Regions from separate parts of the Dromaius novaehollandiae genome. Here region 2 is linked to region 1. The links are chromatin contacts, called in public Hi-C maps. All regions are on one chromosome and are shown on one strand. Each heading gives the region's core, a stretch centred on a gene start, on an enhancer-like site or on the middle of the called end of the contact. The rest is flanking DNA. Distances are from core to core; before and after follow the strand shown. Region 1 holds the start of SERINC1 (serine incorporator 1). Region 2 has its middle 12 kb from the start of FABP7.

The links. A called contact is a pair of places that touch in the nucleus more often than the background predicts.
Region 2: a Hi-C map of brain shows a contact between it and region 1, with 4 times the contacts expected there. The contact joins the enhancer-like site here to the promoter of SERINC1 in region 1. A contact is called at or near these places in 2 of 4 Hi-C or Micro-C datasets (brain and liver).

Annotation. Positions count from the first base shown.
Region 1 is chr3:57,420,340-57,425,614 of bDroNov1.hap1, reverse strand. SERINC1 (serine incorporator 1) reads left to right here and starts at 2,633. Exons shown (of 10, transcript XM_026105077.2): 1 at 2,633-2,792. The coding sequence starts at 2,754.
Region 2 is chr3:57,508,904-57,514,413 of bDroNov1.hap1, reverse strand. No RefSeq gene overlaps it. Among named protein-coding and RNA genes, the nearest start is that of FABP7, 12 kb to the left of the region's middle. Within about 2 kb of position 1,668, at least 1 of the 2 cell types and tissues checked has open chromatin away from gene starts, as enhancers often do.

The sequences.
Region 1 (5,275 bases), core at 1,384-3,883:
CTATGATTTAAAGGTGTCAGTCAAGCTATATGACTTGAAAAAGAACTTAAAGTCCAGAAGAGGATTTCCTGTAGAAGATTTTCTTTCTTACCATTTCTTAGAGCAGATGTGTGATGGGGGAGGACTTGATTCAATAAAGTGTACATAATGTTTCAGTATCTTTCCACAGTTGATACTACAAATAAGACAGCAGAAATAGTGACAGAAGCAGAGAAGATTGACATGACTTAATATTTGAAAGAACAGAGGTCAGGGGGCCTGGAAGAAAATACAGGCTGTCTTGGCTATCAGAGTTTTTTGTAATGGAAAAGCAGAGTGAACTATGAAGAACACAGTAATACTGAAGCAAAATAAAGCAGTATGAAAACTCAGGTGAAGACTTTGGAAAGGTTTCCCAAAGGAGAGGGAAGGGACTCCTGTTTTGTGAGAGTAAAGAGGAAACCAGTTCATTGCACAAAGCCAGCCACAGTGTCAGCCTCTGCCATTGAGCCTGTAGACTTCTGGGGTGTCCTGGTGGTACTATTTAGAAAACAAACAAAGCACACTTTATTGGCTCTAATTAATGTACAAACAGAAGTGGTCATTAAGATTTACTGGCAAAACTAAAGGGACTTTTAACATTTTTCCCCATCTGCCTGCCTTCCAATTGCCAGTCTGCGAACACATGTACTTTAGATCCAAAGTCCTGGTTCACCTTCAGCTGCACAATCTTCTACTCCAGTGATAAGGAGCAGGAGAGAAGAGAGCACTTGCTGCCTTAATGACCTATATCTTTTTTATTCCTTGTTGAATGCTGTAAGTTCACTTCCATTGCACAACCTGATGGGGGGAACATTCCGTTACATTCCCTGCAGGATTGCAGGGAAGACGGCTAAGCCCACACATTCACTTCAGGGCTCATCTGCGTCTACGCTGGTGCATGTGTACAAGACTCAGAGTTACTCATTTGTAACAGGCTAAGCAGATCCTGGTGGCCACTGGCAAGTAAACTATTTGGTCCTTTAAAAACTATTTGTACCTTTAAAAATCAATAAGTGATATATGTAGCAATATTCACAGATAACTTTAGAGTCACCATGACAATCCAGTCTGAGCTACTGTCATTTCCTACATTATTAACTACATATTAAGAACCTATACTTGAGAGAGACATGAAAATATTCCCCCAAAATCTTGTTCTTAATTTGTAAAATGAAGTCATGTATTATTTACTCCATACTGCTAGGTATTTTACTTTAAAAATCAGTTTAATTATTTATTCTCCTTACTCGTTAAATGTCTGCTTTCTGATACTCAAGCACATTTGATAAATGAAATAATAAATTGTATTTTTTCAGGTGAGATGTTCTTAATATTGCTTGCATTATTAAAAAATGTACATTTTTCAGTTCCTTGGTCATCCCATGATCACTAGTAAGATTTGATGTGCTGAAAATTTTATATGGTATTGTTAGACGGTGAAGGCTATCTGAAAGTATTGCTCAGATAAGTGAGACCTTGACTACATCTGCCCAGCTCTGATTCCTTAGATGATTCTCGTATGTGCTGGGAAAACAAACCAAGCACAGATAAGTGTTATGGGGGAGGCTTACCCAAAGCTCTGGACAACATCTTGACTGCTTTTACGTACACCGTGGTTTAAATATGTGTGAGAAAGAAATGAAGAAGCACAGATGAAGTCTTAGCCAATTTACATCCTTGTAACTGATTTGGGGAAGTAAATCAGAAAGTGATAGAAATGCAGGTGACAACAGCTGATTAGTTTTCTTTTTGAAGGGAATCAAAGAGATTGACGTGGGGCGACGTGGCCAGTAAAGCCACTGGTGGATCATGCTGACCATCTAGATTAGTAAGCCATAGTGAAAGCAACCCATACACACATCTCTGACACTGTGTAGAGGGCCTGAGCCCTCAGTGGAAGACTTACATGTAGGAGCTGGGCTGCCGGCCCAGGTCCAGGCACATTCCATGCTCTGGGGTCATGGTGCCCCATACAGCAAGACCCAGGGCTGGGGCAGAGTGGCAGAAGCCTGGATTCGTAGGAGTGTGCTGTGGAATAGAGACCTTGGCACGGCAATTGCTACCCACCCACTATACCATCCTGCTTAACAAGTTCTTAAAATGTCATTGAGTGGCATGGTTCTGCCCCTGCAGCTACTTTACCTCAAATTCCCCCCTGAAAAGTATCTCACTGGGAATGTGGGAAAGCCATGGTAATGCCACAGTGTTCACCCAGGAGACTGCAGGTGAAGCTACAGATGGTTTTTTACACAGAAGCGCCCCACATGCTCAGGGATGCTTTTTTATTGACCTGGATGACTTGTGTACACAGCGCCTCAAACCAGAACGCTGCTCCCTAACAGCAGGTACGACACGGAGAGAGGCAGCGACGCAGGGGCAGACGGGGCCCCTGCGCTGCCGCAAACGCGCCACTCCGGGCACACAAATCCGTCTTCCTCAAGGGCCGTGGGGGCAGGGGCCAGGCACAGGCCCAGGAAGGAGGAGGCTGCCGCCTGTCCTGCCCGGGCACTGCCGGGGGCACGGCCGCACCCAGCACCGAGCCAAACGGCCGGCTCCTCACAGCGCCGCAGCACCCAACCGCCGCCGCCCCACCCCTCTGCCTCCCTCCGGAAGTGACGTTCGGCGCTGCCGTCAGAGCAGCCGGAAGCGCCTCTGTGAGGCGTAAACAAGCCCGTCGAGAACGAGGGGCCGCGGCGCTTCCATCTTGGGGGAGCCGGAGCCTGCCGCGCATCATGGGCGGCGTCCTGGGCCTCTGCTCCGTGGCGAGCTGGGTAACGCGGGCATGGCGGGCGCGGCGCGGCGACTCCCTCCTCTCTCTTCCCCTCCTTGCCCTCCCTCCCTCCCCTGACGCGGAGCCGGCCCCGCGCTGCCGGCGGCTCCCCCGGGCCTTTGTCCCCAGCAGGGGCGGGGGCGCCTGTGGCGCTGCCTCCGCCGCTCGGCAAGCGCGGGGGCTGCGCCCCCCTCTCTCACCGCGGCGCCCCCCGCCCCCTCCGCGGTCCCCCGCAGGTTTTCTCCGCCCCGGGCGGCCTTCCCCGCCCCTCCCGGGAGGGCCGTCAGCGCCGCCAGGCAGGGAGAAGTGGGTGCGCCCCCGCGCTAGGCCTTCCCCCACCCTGGGGCCGCCCCCGGGATCCGCCGGCGGCGCTTCGCTGGGCCGAGGGGGAGCTCCGCGCTCCTTCGGGTGGGCCGGGCCGCCGTGCTGCCCCTCCTTTCTTAGTCCGCCTTACCGTGTGGTGGGAGGCGTTACCGATTCCGCTTTTTTTTTTTTTTTTTTAACCTCTCAAATATGTAATAGGAGTAAAAATCTTCCCAAACGCTTACGTATAGTTCTTCATTTATTTCGGGAAGAATAAAAATCGTATATTTCCCTGCGTTGATCCTAGTAAATGCATTGAATGCCTTTTCTGTATGTCTCTGAGCAGCTCCACCCTTTGTAACATCTTTGTCTTATCGAGGCATCTTTTTGCACGGTAGTCTGCAGTGATGTCACCCTCTTACTGAGCATTGTCAAGTGTTGTTGCTGAATGCTCGGAAATACTAGGTTGAAATGGCTCTTAAAACTGTTAATACCATGCAGAAAAACACAGAAGTCGTTAGAGATTGTGCACAGATGATCTTCCCCACTGAGGTGTTATCGTTTTATTATCCTTAAGTTATCAAATATCTTTGCAATTCTACTTCTTATGCAAATAGATACAATTGTGTGGGTTATGACTCAGACATTTGGGATAAAAATGTCAGTGGGATTTGAAAACCTAAATTTTTCAGTATCAAAAACATGGTACTGTTCTTGGCTTAAATGAATTTGTATATATTTAACCAGGAGTTCATACAGAAAACTTAGTGGTCTCATAAAACCTCGCATTGATTCAGACTCCTATTTTTTTGTGCTGTAATGGAACAAAACATATGAACTTCGGCTCTCCTAGTAGAGTAGGGTATTTAACTAGAGGGATGCTATTTAATTCCTCGGTTTCCCCATCTAAATTCTACGAAGTGATCATAGAATTGGTAAATTATTGGGTAAAAGCTAAGCTTCCAGGCTGATAAAAATGTAAATAAGCTACTAAAACACTGATAATAACCTGCTAAAGAAGCACTGGCTGTATTCAGCTCTCTTTGATTAACATTTTAAACACCACTTAATGGGTTAGGCAGATAGGTTTTATATTAGTAGCAGAATGTAGTTAACTTTAAAATTCTTAATTATTGTGAAATACTAAGTGACAGTATAATTGTATGGTTTAATTTAAATACTTGAGTTAACAGATTGAATGTTCAAGTGCATAAACAGGCTTTCAAGTAACTGACTGGGGCTTGTAGTGCATAAAGTGCCCCTTTATGCTTGGTCTTGAATGTTCATTTCTGTATAGAGAAGTGCTTCAGATTCAGCTAAGTCTTTAAAATCAAATAATTTACATAAGTGTGTGATCCTGATTAAATTGGATTTGCTGTGGATAACTCCCTTCTCATCCCTTCCCTTCGAGTGCCCAAACAAATCAGTCCTTTTTTTTTTTTTTTTGGCTAATGGTTTTAAAGTGTTTATTTTTCTTTCCTTAGTTAAATTCACAGCTCATCAATGCTTTGAAGTGTATGATAGTTCTCATAGCAGGAATCTGCTTGCATCTCTGGTCTCTAAGGACATGTCTGTATAAACACAGCTCATGACTTTGGATGAGAAACAAGCAGTAAGGGTGAGGTAGCAGGAAAACCAGAAGCAGTGGAGTTTGTGCTAGTGCAGAACTATGCCATTGCTAGGAGACCTACTCCTGATTTGTCCTGAAAGATGCTGCACTAGCATTGCTTCTATTGTGTAGTTTCTCTGCAAGACCATGTGTTGTGCCAGACAGCTGTTTTGAGTAACTGATCTCAGTATCAGACCTCATACCTTTATTTCTTCTGGATTCAGCTTTGCATCTTGTTATTGCTTAACGTAATTCTGCCCTACATTGAACTGTGTGCTGGTCATGCAACGTTTTGGTTTAATGTTAAGAGCAAAGATGAGCCTGAGAGAGGAGGGGGAAAAGGTCCTCAGAAGCATTGTCATCTCAGCTAAAAGTTTCTGATCCAAATTGCCTAGATTGTTCGGTCAGTCCTTCTGTCTTCTCTCTGCTGTGCTTTGCCTGTATTGTAGTGAAATGGCTCAACTGCTGCTTCCCTCGCCTTAATATTCTTTAACCAGACAACGATCTTGATTGAATCAGTTCCTTTAAGCATGTGAGTAGGGATGATGTAGCTGAAACCTGACTAGGCCCAG
Region 2 (5,510 bases), core at 419-2,918, 90 kb before region 1:
TTAACAGAAAGGGTGGGCACGTGGAGGACTAAATCTCATCCCTTGGGGCGAGGTGCGCCACGAGCGTGACCGCCACGGCGGGCGCGCGGCGCCCTCTGCCGACACCAGCAAACGCGGCTCCTTCGTCTCGGCGAGAGCCGGGCTACCGGGGCGTTTTTGCCCTGGTTTCCTCGCGGCAGCGCCGCGTTTCAGTTCATACCAAAGGGAGCCCAAAGTTATCATTCCTGAGGAGCTGCCAGGCCGCGGTGGGGGAGAGGAGGGGGCGGCGAGAGGAAGCGGGGAGGGCCCGGCCGCTGGCCTCGCGCGGGCTCGGGCGCCATCTTGTGCCAGCCGGCCGCTCCCTCACGGGTGGGAGGGAGCTGCCTCGGGCCCGGCGGCCCGGCGTGCACGGTTGGGCGCTGCTGCGAAGCCTCTCAGGCGACAGATGTTCTCGTCGTCTGGGAATACTGTATGTTTTGCAAGAAAACTATTTCAGGAGTACTTCTGGGAGTTAAAAGCAGATTATGTGCTCTTCTTCCTCCCCCCCCCCGCAGAGATATCCAGTTACAAATGTGCCTGGAGTGCTGAAGATACCCAGAAAAAACAAAAACAACCCCCAAAAAACTAAAATATAGGAATATTTAAAACCATTCTCTAACAGACTTAGATTTGCTTTTCTGTATATTGTATGATAAAACACTGGCCTTAAAGGGTCAGCTGCTGCAGCGTGGCTTCTCAGGTGCAACTGGTACAGATCGCCTAAATCATTAAATTCTGTCCCCTGAAATTGCAGGTAATTGCTGAGTATGTGTTTAATCCAGAGAAAAAAAAACATAGTACACATACCTTGTATCACCACCCAGAAAACATAAGACTTGCATTGAAAGCCATAGATCTGCAGTTTTGCGGTGCTGCAGGATGAGCGCAGAAGAGATTGAGAGCATTGCCTAGGTGTCTTCAGTCGCTCCCTGATCGTTTTGGGATACGCGCTGGTCCCCACCGGACAGAAGAGGGAAAGCAAACAAAAGTAAAATCTCACAAGTAGTGCTAATTGTTTTGCAAAGTAGAACATCTTCAACTGGGGAAGGTGAAACTGTTTTCCTTGAAAAATGCAAAAACACTCATATATCATAGTATTGACATCCTAATCCAAATCACAGAGCAGGGATTTAAACCTGGGCAGGCTGCAAGCCAGACTTAAGACATCTGGTCTAGAAGAGAGTTTACAAGTTAAGACTGCTTTTGGGCTGCTCATCCTTTAGTGCCTAAGCTCAGTATCTTTCCTTTGCACATACAGTTCAAGTGAGTTTTTTCACAGAGATCTGGGCTTTTGAATTGGAACTGTCATACACTCTTGCTGACTATGCAAGAAAATAATTTAGTCAATGTACAGAAGGAGAAAGCGTGGGAAAGAGTGCTGTGTAGCTAATAAGAATACTGTGTAGCTGGGAAGTTTTAGCTGGGATTGTTTTCTCAAGTGTACATAAACCACTGGAGCTTTGTGCCATTTGCGATCACCTAACTTTCTGAACATACAGAGCCACTGAGGTGCTGACTCCACCACCTGGCTGATGCCATGTTTGGACTCTTAGCAAAAGCCTTAAAGCGAGGGTCTCAGATGAGCTGGAGACAGTCTTTCTCTAGCTAGGTCAGCTGTCACCCTTTTTGCTTTTTGCTCTCAGGCATTTCAGTTATGTTAAACAGCTGGCTCCCTCTATGCTTTTGAATGAGCTTGCCAACAGGCTGAGGATCCCACTAGATGGCAGGACAGTTAAGCCCTTGCTATTTCTACCCAGGCTATTTTTGGGCAAGTAACCCCAGCCCTGCTGGCCTGTGCGAGCTCCAGAGCACTGTGTGGACTCAGAGGAACCCACCTGCTCCACAGTGGGTCTGGGGTTCATGCTCCCCAAGCACAGCAAACATGGCCTGTGCCAAACTGATGGAGAAATCTGTGCAGAATTTTCTGACACTTCTTTTTATTCCTTTTCATGGGTTTTATCACACATAGAGCAGCAGCTGATACAACACAGCAATCCTAGCTAATTTGCTAAATCTTGCAATACTCTTCTTTCTGGGTGTGATACATGAAGGATATTTGGAATACACAATTGTAAAGTATGATTTAAACATCTTCTAGCCACAGTTGTGTTGTTTCTAACTAATGCACTGTGGTTATTACTTCGATTATCATCATATCTATTAGATGTGTCATAACTGTATGACTTCTCAATATATAGGAGTGGTGAAGAAGGATATATCATTCCCTGTCTCTGATGTCAGACAGTAGGTTATCATGACACAGCCGTGAATATTCTGGGGCAAAAACTGAAAATAATGAAACCATCAGATAGTAGTTTCATATATAATTCTTACATAGCAGTGACCAAATATTATTTAAATAAATGATCTCTATACAAACTATGGACCCCAGATGCTGAAATGGATGGTACATCTGTATATGGTACATGACCTGTCATTTATTAGCATACATTTATTACTAGCATCTGTGAAGTTAGTATAACGGTACCAATTTCTTTTAAAGTATGTTTCAAGATTTACTGGACTGTATGGTAAACATGAAGAACTTTCTGTCCACATAACCTTTTTTTCTGCTAGGCCCAATTTGGAAACATATTACGTATGTAAAAGGTGTGATTAATGACATTATTGCTCTGTTAGGACTTACAGGTGAAAGCTCCAAAAGAGTGGCCAGTATGGGTCAGACCATAGGTCCATATCTGCAAATATCATGTCTTACACAATACAAACATATGTGATGTTTCCAGAGTAATCTCCTTGCCTTCCAACATTTGTGCCCAGGGGCCTCCTGAGCTGGACCAGTTTTCTGTATATTTAGTAACACCCAAATTAAAAATAAATTTAGATACAACTCACACTATACTTAGTGTGAAATAAACTTTGTCTTCAATGGCATTTGCATCTGGCCCATAGATAGCAGTAATATCAATGATTTGGGTATCTCTTTTAAAATACACCACCATGCAAACTGCAAATGCTTTGCCACCCATTTCATCCAACACCTCTTTTTTAAGCTCAGCTTATGCAATTTTATACCAATATGATAGCATACAGCACAGATGGAGATAGTTATTTGAGGAATCATGATAAATAAGCTTCATTTTAAAAATTAATTTAATTACTCATCTTAATCTTTCTGAATTTGGACATGCTAATAATCAGTCCCTCACCCCAAAATCTAATTGCTCCTGTATTGCCTTTCAGAAAATAAACTGAACTTTCTTGATTTTTAACAACAAAAGACTTGCCTTAGCATGTTTACCTATCTATTATATGGATCTTCTGATGAAGGGCTGACCCAAAGAAAATTATCTTCTTAATGACATCAGAAGAAGTTTGAGGACAGTTTTCTGTATGTTCAAATTATTTTGTATGCACAAGGAAGTTACAGAGCTTTTCTTCCTGCTCTTCTTTTTGATATGCAGAGTGGCTGAGAAAGAATAAATTGCTTCACTAAGTTCTAAAATTTGAAGACAGCAAAGTTACCTGTTTTATTGGTACTAAAATAATTTTTTTTTTGCTCTACAGATGGCCAGAATAGTGTCATATGCTGATGAAAAAGATGCCACACTTGCTGGAATGGAAATTGGGATTAATGCATTATAATACCAGATTAGCCATAATGGGTGTTTGCTGCTGTAATTTATCAAGGTAATTAAGTATGTACCCAGTTTTAGACCCTGAGAAGACCTATCGACTTCAGCGAGACTAGTCTGCATTTCAAGTTAAGCATGTTTTTAAATATTCTGCTGATTCAGGGCCATAACTTTTGTTACTATGTGAATTAAGAGAATACACTATCATTAATTCTCTGTTACATGATCTAATGGGAGTCTGGTATATCCTGGATAATGGTAAAAACTGGATAAACTTGCTCAGTGGGAGACATGTACAGAAGAACGGAACTGGCTGTTTACAGGCTCAGCCAAAGTTCTGCAGGACTTGTTATCTATCTTCATCATATAACAAGAAAATAAACCAGAGCTGTCCCAAACTTTCACTGTGCTTAAACCAGTAACCCTGCCAAACCCCAGACTACTGGAGAGCATGGCATAGAGACCCCCAAACAGTTCTAAAGGAGCTAGCTAACTCCTGTCTGGCTGAGCCAAGAACAAGCCAGAACTAATAAATTCTTCTGGACCAAAGTTTATGCTGTGTAATGTCTTTCACACCAGCCAGTGTTTGTAGTTCTGGGTATACTGGCCAGAAATACACAGCTGACTCATAACTGGGAAGGCTCAATTCCTAGCCTTATGGTTAGGCTGAAATCCTAGCCATAAGCAGCTATTTATCTTCTGTATCTGAACCACAAAAGAACACTGTCATGCAGCCTCAGCTAATAATCTCTGCTAGATACAAACTGTCCATGCATATGGCAAAAAAAGGAGTATTTCTGCATCTGTAATTTGGTTATTCTGCAACCAAATAATACATGGGCAAATGAGAACTGACTGAAGCAATCATTTGCAATCCCAACATATAGATCAAATATGTTCATCCTGCTTTGAATTGAGTTGCATTTAAAACCTTCCTGTTTGTTTTTACTTCCTATGCGGCTTTCCCAATTTTCTCTTAAAATTCTTTCTGTGCAATTTTTTTCTCAAAGACACATTCATACTGCTCAAGTACAAAGTAAGTACGAATTTTGAAGAGTGTTGAGCACTCTGATTAAGGTTCTAAGCTCTAAGTCTGTGAACAGTTGACTCCATATATGTACAGCTGTGGAATTATTTTTATACACAGTTAAGTACATGAATAATTTGCTAAATCCAACTGGTTCACATGATTAGGATTTTAATAAAAAACAACTTCAAAGCATTTTAGGCTAGTCAAAATACTTGTTTAAACACCAATTCCTGTGACCCAAATTTCAGTGTCAATAGATTGTAAGAGAAGATTCTAAATATATCCAGTGCTGCAACTGTGAGAAAGAGGAGATTTCAATATAGGCCATGACCCAGAAGAGCACTTTAGCATATGTGCCACTTACAGCATATAAGGAATTCCGTTTCAGTAATATTCAACCACTATGTTTCCATGGGATTGTATTAACTGCTTAAATTTGAACAAGTTTACGTACCAAGGTGCAATAAAGGACTGACAATGGGACTGGAACCCACAACAAGAGTGTGTAGCACAGATACACTGAATCCCTCTCCACTGTGGTTTTCAACTCTGGTCCTGCTGTGTCAGTCAGTTCAGTCTCTCAGTCCTCCTAAGCCACCTGTTTTGTTCCAGTGAGGTAGGCTATTTGACCTTTTTAAACTTGAAAGTGACTCTGGGATGTTGCACTTGTTGAATAATGAAGATAAGAGGTGGGAATTGATGGTCTGTTCAGTTGGATGAAATCTATCCTTTACTGAACAGTCCACAAAAGACAGCCCATGAGTAAATGCATAGTATTAATGGTAGCTGTGCAGAGAGGCCTCTTACAAGCTCTCTGCCAGCTGTAAATACACAAGTTCTTTATAGATGGACTATAGGTAGGTTAT